Regions from separate parts of the Sus scrofa genome. Here region 1 is linked to region 2. Evidence: chromatin contacts called from public HiChIP or PLAC-seq data. All regions are on one chromosome and are shown on one strand. The core of a region is the stretch at or near the end of the contact, and the rest is flanking DNA. Distances in the headings are between cores, read along the strand shown. Region 1 has its middle 290 kb from the start of NR3C1. Region 2 overlaps ARHGAP26 (rho GTPase-activating protein 26).

Region 1 (5,933 bases), core at 2,709-5,208, 450 kb after region 2:
CCTTTCTCTTGTGGTTCCACTCTGTTTTTTTTTTTTTTTTTTTTTTTTTTTTTTTTTTTTTTTTGTCTTTTTGCCATTTCTTGGGCTGCTCCTGTGGCATATGGAGGTTCCCAGGCTAGGGGTCGAATCAGAGCTGTAGCCACTGGCCTACACCAGAGCCACAGCAAAGCAGGATCCGAGCCCCCTCTGCAACCTACACCATAGCTCATGACAATGCCGGATCCTTAACCACTGAGCAAGGCCAGGGACTGAACCTACAACCTCACTGTTCCTAGTCAGATTCATTAACCACTGCACCACGACAGGAACTCCTCCACTCTGCATCTTAAAGAGAATGTTTCACACCAGTTCCCTTGGTGATAGGTGGGATAGGGGAGAACTTCAAAATATCTATGCATGTGACATTTTGATTATGTGGACGTGTATACAGTTTTCTGTACACTGGTTTTATTACTCCCATTAGTTGATGATTCACTGAAGACAGACGTCAGATCTTATACATCTTTGTATGGGGCCTCACAAAAGGACCCACACAACCTAGGTGAACAAGAGATGTCTCTGTTAAATAAAGCACTGAGAATGGTGCAGATAAGAGAAAGGTAGGCGCTAAGAGGTTCAAGGACATGTTACTGAGTAGGTACTTCCATGTGTGCTTTCTTTTTTATGAAGTCCCTCTCTGAAATCAAATGGCCATCTATTTGTGTCTCCTAGGATGGATCCATTCCCCTATTGCTTAGTTTAATAGTCCTGCCTTTGAAGTCAATAAAGAAGTAAGTCAGAAAAGGCCAGGAGGATTCATCCATCGGTTCCGTTGAACTGGTGGTGATCCCCTGGGCTGGTGTGTAGAGAAGGCAACTCACAGTATAGCTGGGCTCAGTGAGAACAAGGTACAGAATGGCTATCTCTGGATTTGACAGTTAAGTCTTCTCCTCCTGGTAGTGTAACCTTTCTTCCCAGATTCGGCTCCCATTCTTCTTTCAAAACCGAGATCCAATGCTATCTCTGCTGGGAGGGATTTCAGATCCCCAGCCTTCAGCTGAAATTAGTCACCCTTCCATCCCTGCTCATAGAGCACATCATTCTCGTCTTTGTTCTTCTATTCGTCACTGTCTCATCTCTCCATGTGTCTCTCTCTCTCTACCTCCCTTTCTGGTGAGTCATTTATCTCACTTTTCACCAAAACAGTTGCTCTTGGGGGACAGGGACAATTTTTTCCCTTTTTATGATCCCACATGCTCAGCATGGATGGGCTTAACGTAGAGGAAATGCTCCATAAATGAAGAGGAAGGAAAGTGATCAGTAGACTAGTTGACAATAGGCCACCCATTGGGTCACTGCAAGGATGGAGAGGCTGATGGTGTGTACAAGGACTAGAATCTCTGCCACTGCAGAGGATTCAGAGCCACAGCTTCAATTCACTGGCACGTTCATCAGTAAGATAGGATAAACGCCTTTAATGTACGTCCCATCCCTTCTCCCTCCCTAACCTAAACCGAATTCCCAAACATTAGGCAAATGTATGGGGTCCTGCAAACCAAGTATCAATGGCACAGGATCGCTCTGGACTTTTTACCAGCACAAGAGGAGAGAGCATCGACCTGCGCGATCCAGTGCTCTGAAGTCACTCTGCCTCACCTGCTGTCAAGCAAAAGGGGCTGACTCTGAGCAGTCAGGTACACTCAACTGTCCTTGAGGTGACAAGACAAGGAAAGTAGACACTAAAAAAGGGCAATGTTCCATAATTCACAGCCAGCGACCTGGCCATGTTACTTAATCTCTACAAGCCTTAATTTCTTCCTTCCAGAGGCACGGAGATGATGGCATCTACTTTACAGGCTGGAATTAAGTGAGAGAATATATGCAAAGATTTTAGCACAGTATGTTCAAATAATATTCCCATAATTATGACGACGATTGGATCCACTATTTTACCTTCTTTGCCATGGCCTTTCAATCCTTGTGATTTTGTTTTATGGTATATGAGGGAGAGAACTGCATACTAGTGGAAAACACGGCCTGAATTTTCTGGCTTTAACTGTCTAAAGCTAAAACAACTTTCCTTTTAACATCACGTGGTGTCATTGAAAGAAAAAAACTGAGGTCATGTGACTGACTTAGCTCTCCCGAGAGGACATGCCTACTGACCTCCACACGGCTAGAGCAGTTGACCTCATTATTATGGATCATGAATCCTTCACTTCATTGACGTCTTCATCAGTAAAGTTGGAATAAATGCCTTTAATGTACATTCCATCCCTTCTCCCTCCCTAATCTAATTCCCAAATGTTAGGCATCTAGGCAATAGCATAAACCAAAAACTCATACTCAGTCTTTAGGGCCCTTCCTAAACATTCTCACGTGTAATGATCTTTGAGTATAGACAGAGCAGCTGTCTGTGTTTACAACAAAGACGCTGAAGCCCCGAAGGTTAAGTAATATAGCCATAGCAACCAAGCTAATCCATGGTCAAATCAGTACAGAGAATAATTCCAGTTGCTCCCAAGATGGATGAGACGGCAATTTTCCTCAGAGCGGCACAGACCTAGCAGCAGTCACCTCGCTGAGCTGATACTCACACAGTTGTGATGAGTAGCCTATGGGAAAATAATAAAAGCAGCTAACACTTCTTGAACACTAAAGTCCCAAGCACAGTGCAAGCACTTGACATGAATTATCTCTAATTCTTATAACAAACGGATAAGGTGGGACTATTACTATCTGTACTTGCTAGAGGAGCAATTAGGCTAAGAGATTTTTAACAATTTGTTCAAGGTTGCCCAATAGCAGGTGGTGAAGGATAAGACCAAAATGCAGGTCTTCCTGACGCCCTTCTGGCTCAAAACTCATAACTAACATGGACACTGTTTCTTTTAGTTACTTAGCACTGTCCATTTCATGACTAGATGTTATACTGATGTTGACCTCACTTTTTGGAGAAACAGGAGTGGTGTGGAGTGGGACGGGGGAGGCAGGGAGAGAAGGACGGGGCGGAGGGAGGAATGCCTCACACCCGTTCCACCTTGGCTTGCCTTCCTTATGTATTCATTCCTACTCCACAGCCAGGTGCCGGGCGAGATGCTAGGTCATAGCTGTGAAGATAAGTGCCCCAGGAATCCTGCATCCACTTTTCCCAGCAGACCCCATGTGTGAGACCAGGTGAGAAGACGTGAGAACCACGCTGTAACATCACCTGCAGCTTTCTCTAGATAGGCTGATGTGAGAGAACTCCCTGGCAGCTGAAAACACCTAGGAGAATGTTCACAAGAATATGTAACTGCTTCTCTTAGAGCCAGTTGTGGAGCCCTGATTTGACTTAGGGTATGTAGGAGGCACTCTGCATCCCCCTCGACATGGAGAGGATCGTGTTGCAGCCCTGAGGTTGTGTGTCACCGTAGTGAAGCAGCAGGCACAACACTGCCGTTGGCCAGTAACTGTTTCCAATAACAATCAGGCTGCCTCCATGCAGGGCTCTGAATGCCTGGCAGGACACAGCTAGGGGTCTCCTTGTTTTCTGTGGCCCCAGGCCAGGGCTGGTGGGCCTCTCCTCCCTCCCTTCTAATGAACCTCCAAGCTGCCCTGGGATTAGTCCAGCCTTCTTCCTATCTTCCCTGATAACCAACCACTGTCAGTCATTAAGAATTTCAGGAGAGGGAAAAATGTGGCAACTACAGATCCCCAAATGTGGCATGACTCATGATATCATCTGGTCCCAAAGAGCAATTTTGCTATTATTTCTGCTCAACATCTCTTTCCGTCAAACTAAAATGGCAGATTAAAAAAAAAAAAAAAAGCCCTGAGTAAAGGATGAAAAGTTTCATAATGGGATTTGAAAGCCTGGGCAATCATGTCATTAAAAAAAAAAAAAAAAAGCTGGCTGCGAAACGGCTTGCTCAAATGACACCAGGCACACTGCCTGGTGAACTTCAGATGAATAGGCATTGGAGTCTGTCTGGGCCTGATTTTCAGAGCCTTCTTAAAGACAGGAATCTGAGGCAGGCATGCAAACTACACTAAGACTGAGCCATGCATGGTTAGCTTGAGGGAACTTGGACGGTGGTCTTTATTGGCTTGCCAGAATTTCTGCGTGGAGTCACGCCCACCATTCCTTCTCCCAAAGGGAGAGAAAAACAGACACAACTCTGATCCATGGAATATGGTCAACAGATGTCTGCCTCACACAGCTGAGGGGGGTTGGCTTTCCTGAAATGTAAAGATAGCGCAAGGTGTCTTGGGAAGCATGGAGAAAGGAAGCTCATATCCCCGTGCGCTGCTCCCACGTGAGGACGGGGATGAAAACATCCTTCTGTGCCGTGCACTAGGTGCTCCCTCCAGTTCAAGATCGAGATGCAAGAAGCTGTAACTCAAGAAGCAACATCCACCACGTAGTTCTCAGAGCCGTGGTCACCTTCACCTGGGCTGACCGCGACATCACTGCTATCCTTAACCCTACATTCACACTCTCCCCTGACTCACTTCCTTTGTTTCCTTCACAGACTGTTAGTCTCCTAGCAACTGCTGACATCCTCCTCGCCCTGGGCTTACCTTTTTCCTGAACCGACCCCATGGACCTTCGAGACAGCCAAGGGCATTTGCCTAGCCCTCGAGTCAGCTGAATATACAGATGCCTGTACCTGTGCCAGTGCATCTGTATCATACTTGTGGTCCACCTGCTCTTTGTTTACCAGCTTCCACACACACGTACGTTAACTTTGCCTTCTCACTTGAGAGACATCCGGGCTAGTGTCTTAGGTCACCACCTAGGAGGATTCGAGAACATTACTTACAGTGAATCAGGGCCACCTTTGTGCATGCTGCAGAAACCTGTCTTTTTTTAAAAAAAATGCACCTTGTTTTATGAACACTTAACATGTGAAAATTCAGATCCAGGTATGAGAATCAAATTGACACATAACTTTTTGGGAACTCCGTGGGCTGACGAAAGCAGTGCTTTTCAAGGAGGTAGATACCACTTCCCCAGAAACGTTTTGGAAATTTGTGGGAGGATTTTTGCTAGTCCCAATGATTGAGGTAATGTGGTTGGCATTTAGTCAGTGGGGCCTAGGGAGGCTAGATTAGACAGTCTTATACAACCAAGAATTGTCCTGACAGACATCCTGGAGCCTAAAACCAATTCTTTGAGACATAATCACGAATTGTTTTTATACAGTCTTAATGCAGCCTGAATTTTCTAGGAATGCAACTACTGTAAAAATAAAAGAAGGAGATCGTATTTTGATTTCTTTGGAATGTTACCAAGAGGTTTTCATCACTGGGAAGTTGCGGGGTGTATGCGGCGGGAAAATCACACTGCAGACAGCAATGCACCAAGAAGTTTTTGAGTCACCAGTGAACACAACTCTATCAGGCTGCATTGTGATGGTTGCATTCATGGTCATACATACTCTCAGTATTAGGAATAGCAAAATCCATGGTAATATATTGTATCTCTTAAAAAATATCTTCTACTGTTGTCACGCCTGAGAGTTCTTACTGATGAAATGTTACTTTATGACTTTTACTGTCCTTTTACATTATACATAGGACACTATATTCTTTAAAATTTCATATGCTATAAAATACATGAATATGGATTTTTTTTCTTCTCTTTTTTTGGAAGGTCCCAGGCTAGGGGTCGAATCAGAGCTGCAGATGCAGGCCTACACCACAGCCACAGCAACGCCAGATCTGAGCCATGTCTGCAACCTACACCAACAGCTCACGGTAATGCCAGATCCTTAACCCTCTGAGTGAGGCCAGGGATTGAACCTGCATCCTCATGGTTACTAGTTGGGTTTGTTACGCTGAGTCACATAGCAAACTCCTGAATTCCTATATAGGATGGTCAAGAAGATATATATATTTTTTAATAAATATGAACTGTGCATTTAGTGGAGGCAAGAACCACGGGCATAAAGCCACATCTGTCTGCAATT
Region 2 (6,235 bases), core at 2,487-4,986:
CAGGCTTTGCGCATCAGGGGCTGGGCTGACGGAGGAGACAGAGGGTGGAGAACGGGGTTCTGCACACGGTCGGGAGCTCAGGGCGGAGGCTGATGCCGCCATCTGTGCCATCCCCTGGGCTTCCATGGCATTCTCAGCCCCACGGCAAGCAAGACGGCTTTCTGAGCCGGCAGGGCATCCACTGAGCTCTGGGGGGCCTGCGGTCCTGCAGGGGCCGCCTCGTGGGAGGGAGGATTCAGGATACCTGCCCCTGGGACTGGACTTGATCCGTGCGCCTTTTCCTTGTTTCATTTGTTTGTTTTCCTCCCTAAAAGCAGGGGCTGGGGGGATGTTATTTTTCAAAGTGGAAATTGATGGACTTGATGTTATCATTGTCATAACATGATTTGTCTAAGAGAAAAGTCTGAATTCTCAGGAAAAGCCCAAGTTTCTAATAGCTGAGGTTTCACCCAGATGGAGTTCTCCTTTGGGGTTAAACCTTCTGGTCCCTGCGGGAAAGGATCTTTTTGTTTCGCTCAAAGGAAGATGTAGGAATCAGCTGCCTGGTTTCAGGAGCTGGACATTTTCTGGGCCTCCCTTCTCGACCTCAGGTGGGGCAGGGACCGAGTTCCCAGGCAGGGCTCAGTGTGCCCCGAGCAGCCTTCCTGCCCCATCATCACAGCTGCACAGCCCACAGGGTCGAGACCCCACCCGCTACCACCTGCCTGAGACCCAGCAACACGGGGCAGCCAAGGCTGCCGTGTCACACTGGGGAGTCTGAACCCGGGATGCAAGCCACCGTAGCACAGTCCTGGCCTGACACTTGGTTCTGTGTGACCCACCCGCAGGGACTGCACCTCTCCACGCCTCGTCCTCTCCTCTGTCCTAGAAAGATAACAGACAGGAGAGAGCGTTGAGGGAGGTATATCATGTTTAAAATCACACTTCAGGAGTTCCTGTCGTGGCTCAGTGGTTAACGAATCCGACTAGGAACCATGAGGTCGCGGGTTTGGTCCCTGCCCTTGCTCAGTGGGTTAACGATCCGGCGTTGCCGTGAGCTGTGGTGTGGGTTGCAGACGCGGCTCGGATCCTGTGTTGCTGTGGCTCTGGCGTAGGCCGGTGGCTACAGCTCCGATTCGACCCCTAGCCTGGGAACCTCCATATGCCGCGGGAGCGGCCCAAGAAATAGCAAAAGATAAAATCACACTCCACACACGTCCTGCTTTCAGTGTGTTATTATGATATCATCTCATTTCATCACCACCTCCTTAGAAAAAGACCCTGCTGCCCTTCTCGTTGACAGTGACACTTTCTCCTGTTTGGCTGATAGAACCCAGGTTTGGCTCACTTGGCTGGGCTGTGGGTACTGTCCCTCGACCCCCTGGGTCCTGGCTCTGTGAAGGGTCCTTGAGAGATGGGCTTGACTGCATCATATCCAAAGGGCTGCCCCCATGTGCCCAGCCCCTCTGCACAGGGTGGCAGAGAGTGTCATCAGACCTGTGGACAGGTAGAAAGAGGAACAGGTCACAGAGCCTCCGGGGGAATCCAGGTCCCACTTGGTAGCCCTCAGCCTTCTGAGCCAGCAGGGCTGGGGGCAGCCCACAACTGCCTGTGGCCTTCTGGGCCTGCATCCTGCTTTTACTGTTATTATTACTATTATTGAACTACAGTTGATTTACAATGTTGTGGTCATTTCTGCTGTACAAAAAGTGATTCGGTTATACACACACCCATTCTCTTTCAGAGTCTTTTCCCACGTAGATGATCTCAGAACGCTGGGTGGAGGTCCCTGTTCGGTACAGCAGGTCCACGCTCCAGTCATCGGCTATATCTCATGCTTGGGCTGCATGCTCATATGGTTCCCAAAGCCAAGTTTCAGTGCCTTCCTGAAAGCTTGGCTCCATTCACCTTCTTCCGGGTCCTTTGCACATCAACGTGTAGAAGCAGCCAGCCCAGCCCCCTCTCCCATCAGCAGCTACAGCTCTCAGGTCCTGGCACCCCCACGGGTGAAGGGGGTCCCCTCAGGGCTCTCTAAAGCTGTGCCCTTGGTGAGTGCCCCCTGAATAGGCCCACACAGGGGAGGCACAACCCAGATATAACGTGGCATAGTTTTTGTGGCAGACAAGTCACAGTGGGCTGTGTGCGTGGGCTGCATGCCCTGAACTGGCAGGGCAGGTGCTTCTGCCAACAAATGAGCAAAATTTGAGAGATTCCGACATGTTCGGGGAATCTGAGTTTAAAGGTCTGTCCTTTAAACCAGAATTCACCACTCCCATGGACAAGGGACTGCGTGTTCCCATTAGCTGTTCGCTCTGATAGCGCAGACGACCCCTGATCCCAGGGGCAGGGGTGGCCTAAGCTCTCAAAAGCTCTGTGTATGGCTGTGTGTCTTGTTTGGACCTCCTCTACCTGCGTGCAGCCTTCTTCCATTGTTTTAAGCAGCTTTATTTATTTCATACCATACAGCTTACCCATTTCAAATATACAGTTTACTAGGTCTTAGTGCACCCATCAGCACCAGTTCCGCAATAGCTTCACCACCCCTGTTCCCTGCAGCAGTTTCACGGAAATGGAATTATACACACCGTGGTTTTGTGACTGACTTCTTTCACTTTGTATAGTATTTGCAACATCACCCATGTTGGAGGCATCAGCACCTCACTCCTTTTTTCTTGATGCGTAATATTCCATTGTATGGATGTACCACATTTGGTTATGCCATTGAGGGACCTTTCCATTATTTCCACTTGTGGCTGTTATTAGTAATGTCTCTGTAAACATCCACATACAAGTTTTTTTTTTGGGGGGGTGGCTGTTTTCCACTCCCTTGGTAGCACACCTCGGGATGGGCTTGCTAGGTCACGTGGTAACTCTGTTTCACTGTTTGAGGAACCGCGGGACTGATTTCCACAGCGGTTGTACCTTTGACATGCCCACCTTCTTCTGTTTTTACATCTCCTTTTTGAACTGGTTTAACTAACCAAAAAAAAAAAAAGACAGAAGATACTTGATTTTTCACTGCCAAGTCCTTTCCTTCCCAGCAGGTTCTGTGACTCCCCTGCCTCCCAGTTCAGTAACTGCCACAAAGCCTATAAGAACAGCGAGAGCTCAAGCGAGTCTCAGGCCTCCCCCTGCCTTCCTGTGGTCTCTAGGGGTCAGGGCAGGGTTCGTTGACACTAGTTTTCTTTTTCACTAGCAATGCCAGTGACCTTTCCAATTCCCTGAAGAGCCAAAGGCCAAATCCAGCCCCAAGAACAACACCGCTCAGTGTGGACTGAGCTGCTGTCGAAGAAGGGGTCTGACAGAGTGTCAGCCGGGGTTCAGACTGGTTGGTTGGTAATGTTTTAGGATGTCCGATATTTGGAAAATGCTACTAATAGCCTCCTTTCCCCCGGCCTTCACCTCTTCCGTAGAAAGGGGGCATTAGAGGAGAAAATAACTATTTCCTTGTTCAGGAGATCTTTTTTTGTTGTTGTTCTCTCTCTTGGTAACTTATTGCTGGAGATACCAAGTAAGAGCAGTTTGAGTTGGATGCTCTGTTGCTGTCAGGTTACATCATCAGACCAATCAGAAGAGAGTTTCCTAGTAACAGAAGAGTGAGCTAGTGAGAGAGAGAGGGTGTGTGTGTGTGTGTGTGTGTGTGTGTGTGTTAGAGAGAGAGAGATCTTTATCAGGATCAAGAAGAAGAGGAGGAGGAAGAGGGAGGGGCACCTGGAGGGGAAAGTCTGTGGTTCATGATGATTCATCTCCAAGCCTCTGGATTCCGGGGACCGCTGCGCATCTGGAGAGGCTGCTCCGTCGGCGTTTGGACTCTGTGCCATGGGGAATGGCTGTGCAATACTCAGAAATAACTCCGCTGTCAGCCCTTGACCGTCTACTAGGAAACTATCCATTTCTCCAAGAGCACCTCAGACAGTAACTGGAAAGAGCAAGAACTCGTGTTCTCAGGAGCATTAGTCATCGAGAAGCAGTGTGATTAGTGGTACCTGGAAAATTCACATGCATTCACTGCAGTCGGCTTCTGGGGATACTTTTAATCAGGATCTGACATGGGCGGGATCCTTCATTCCCAGGGTACAGGCTGGGCTGCCCCCGGTGTCCTTTGCTAATAAAGGACCTCTCAGGCCGTGGGGCGATGGGGGAGTTCCTCGGTGGAGCCTTTCAACCTCCCCCCAGGGCGTGGCCGCCAGCTGCCGGACTGGTCTCGTCACTTGCATTCCTGCCTCCCGTAACCCACGCTCTGCACAGCAGCCAGGCTGATCTTCGAAAAATGGAAGTCGCGTGTTATTCTCCTGCTTCTGGTGCTCGAGTAGCCTCCTGTTGCTCTTAGCATCATGGGCGCGGAGCTCTTGGTCCTGCGCCTGCCCTCTGGCCCCTCTCACCCTAGCTCGAGTCACGGCAGCCTCCGGGAGCTTCTTTATGTTCTCAGAGTCAGCAAACCCTGACCTGCCAGTGGAATCCAGCCCGCAGCCTGTTTTTGTAAACAAAGCCTCCCTGGAACCCAGCCACCCGTGTCTCTCTGCTCACATGTTCTCTGTGGCACAACAGTAGCAGAGTTGAGCAGTGACACAGCGATGATGAGGCTTTTTCAGAAAAACTTGCAGACCGCTCTTCGGAAACCACAAGCTTCTCCCCATCTCGGGCCTTTACCCTCGTGTAATCCCCTGCCTGGCCGGCTCCTTTGGATTATTTAGGTTTCAGGTTTCCGAGCTCCCCGCCCCCCCTCCGCCCCGCCCCCTGCCAGTCTCTTGCGCCCCGCTCAGGCTTACTCTCTGTCTAGATGGTTCCTCCCCAAGAGCAGACTCTCATCCGCTTGTTCTGTCCTGTGGGCAGGGACCTGGCACCGTGTGTTTGTTCAGTGAGCCCACATCTTCAGCTACACAGGGGTCTGTGTCTCTTGCAGCCAGGGCTGCTTCCGCTTGGAGCAGCGGGCCATCAGAGGTCTTAGTCCCACACTTGCTCCTGGTCCACAGCGCATGAAGGTGCCAGAGGAGCATGAGCCACATGTGTGCAGGGGCGTATGGTGTGGATGTGGATTGAGCTGAGAGAGCGTAGCTGGCGGGGCAGGCCTGTGTCAGCACCTGCTTATATTTATCACATGCCTGCTGGGCTGGCATAGACTCCTGCATGTGTTTGCATAGCACCGGGGACACTGGTGCCATTCAGAAGGTTGGACATGGGTGTGACTCAGCCCAGCAAGTACTTCTGAGCATCTTCGACGTACAGAGCATTGAGCCGGGCCCACGTGGTAGCGCCAAAGGCCACAGACCCTGGAGTCAGGTGTCCTGAGTTCAGATCCACCTCTGTCGTGCACTGTCATTTGGGGCAAGACACTTAACTTCTCCAAGCCTCTGTTTCTCGTCAGTAAAACGAGAATACAGGCAGAGCCCTCTTCGAGGTCTTTCTGAAGGCAAGAAGAAGAGATGCAGGTGAAGCCCTTAGCAAAGGGCCCACTGCTTAGTGTGGGCTCGCCCCGGCCCGTTGTGCTGATCCTCCAGGAGCCTGTTTTCTGGTTGGATAAAGGATCGTGCCGTGGAAAAGCGCTTGGTCCCTGGGCTCAAACAAGCCAGGTGCAAATTCTGGTTCTACTGTTGGGACCTTGCACAAATGAATTTGCCTCTCTCCACCTTGATTTTCTCATCTGTGAAATGGGGGTAGTAATATGACAAGCTACGATCTTTAAGACCAAGTGAGTGAATATATGTTTAAATCTCTTAGTTCATGGCTGTTTCCAAGTCTCCATTTGTAGTTGTTCACCTCTGGTTTTGTTGTGTTTTTTAAATGTGCGACCTGCAGCATATGAAAGGTCCCAGTGCAGGGATCGAACCAGAGCCCCTGCAGAGACAGTGCCGAGTAGTTAGCATGTGAGCCATGAGCCACAGAGGAAGTCCTGTCGTTGTTCAATTCCATCATTGTGATTCACGAGTCGGCCGTCCACGAAGAATGTCAAGGAATAGAATCCAAACTAAAATGCGCTAAAAGCTAGTGGGGGAACCAAAGCTTAACACATCTGAACTGCATTAACAGGGCCAGGAGCAATATGCAAAATGTACGGTAAACATCCCACGAGCCTGGCGAACAGGGGAGCAGGTAGATGGCGTGTGATGATATATTTATGCTATTTATGGAGGAGGTGGGGCTTCAACGAAGCCTTGAAGGACGAGGAAGGGAAATAGAAGACCACAGGACGCCTCTGGAGCTGCCTCTCTCCCCCATTAATTCTTATAATCAGGATTACAGGACATTTTGGCACAGC

Evidence for each region. HiChIP or PLAC-seq counts read pairs in DNA pulled down with a chosen protein or histone mark.
Region 1: an H3K27ac HiChIP or PLAC-seq map of skeletal muscle shows a contact between it and region 2. The contact joins two enhancer-like sites. A contact is called at or near these places in 3 of 47 Hi-C or Micro-C datasets (embryonic fibroblasts and skeletal muscle) and 1 of 2 datasets of contacts at active chromatin or transcription factors (skeletal muscle).

What each region holds. Positions count from the first base shown.
Region 1 is chr2:145,211,938-145,217,870 of Sscrofa11.1, forward strand. No RefSeq gene overlaps it. Among named protein-coding and RNA genes, the nearest start is that of NR3C1, 290 kb to the left of the region's middle. Within about 2 kb of position 3,959, at least 11 of the 83 cell types and tissues checked have an H3K27ac peak or open chromatin away from gene starts, as enhancers often do. A contact at or near this core is called in skeletal muscle, where this site is marked.
Region 2 is chr2:144,763,090-144,769,324 of Sscrofa11.1, forward strand. All of the region lies in intron 22 of ARHGAP26 (rho GTPase-activating protein 26), which reads left to right. Among named protein-coding and RNA genes, the nearest start is that of NR3C1, 160 kb to the right of the region's middle. Within about 2 kb of position 3,737, at least 32 of the 83 cell types and tissues checked have an H3K27ac peak or open chromatin away from gene starts, as enhancers often do. A contact at or near this core is called in skeletal muscle, where this site is marked.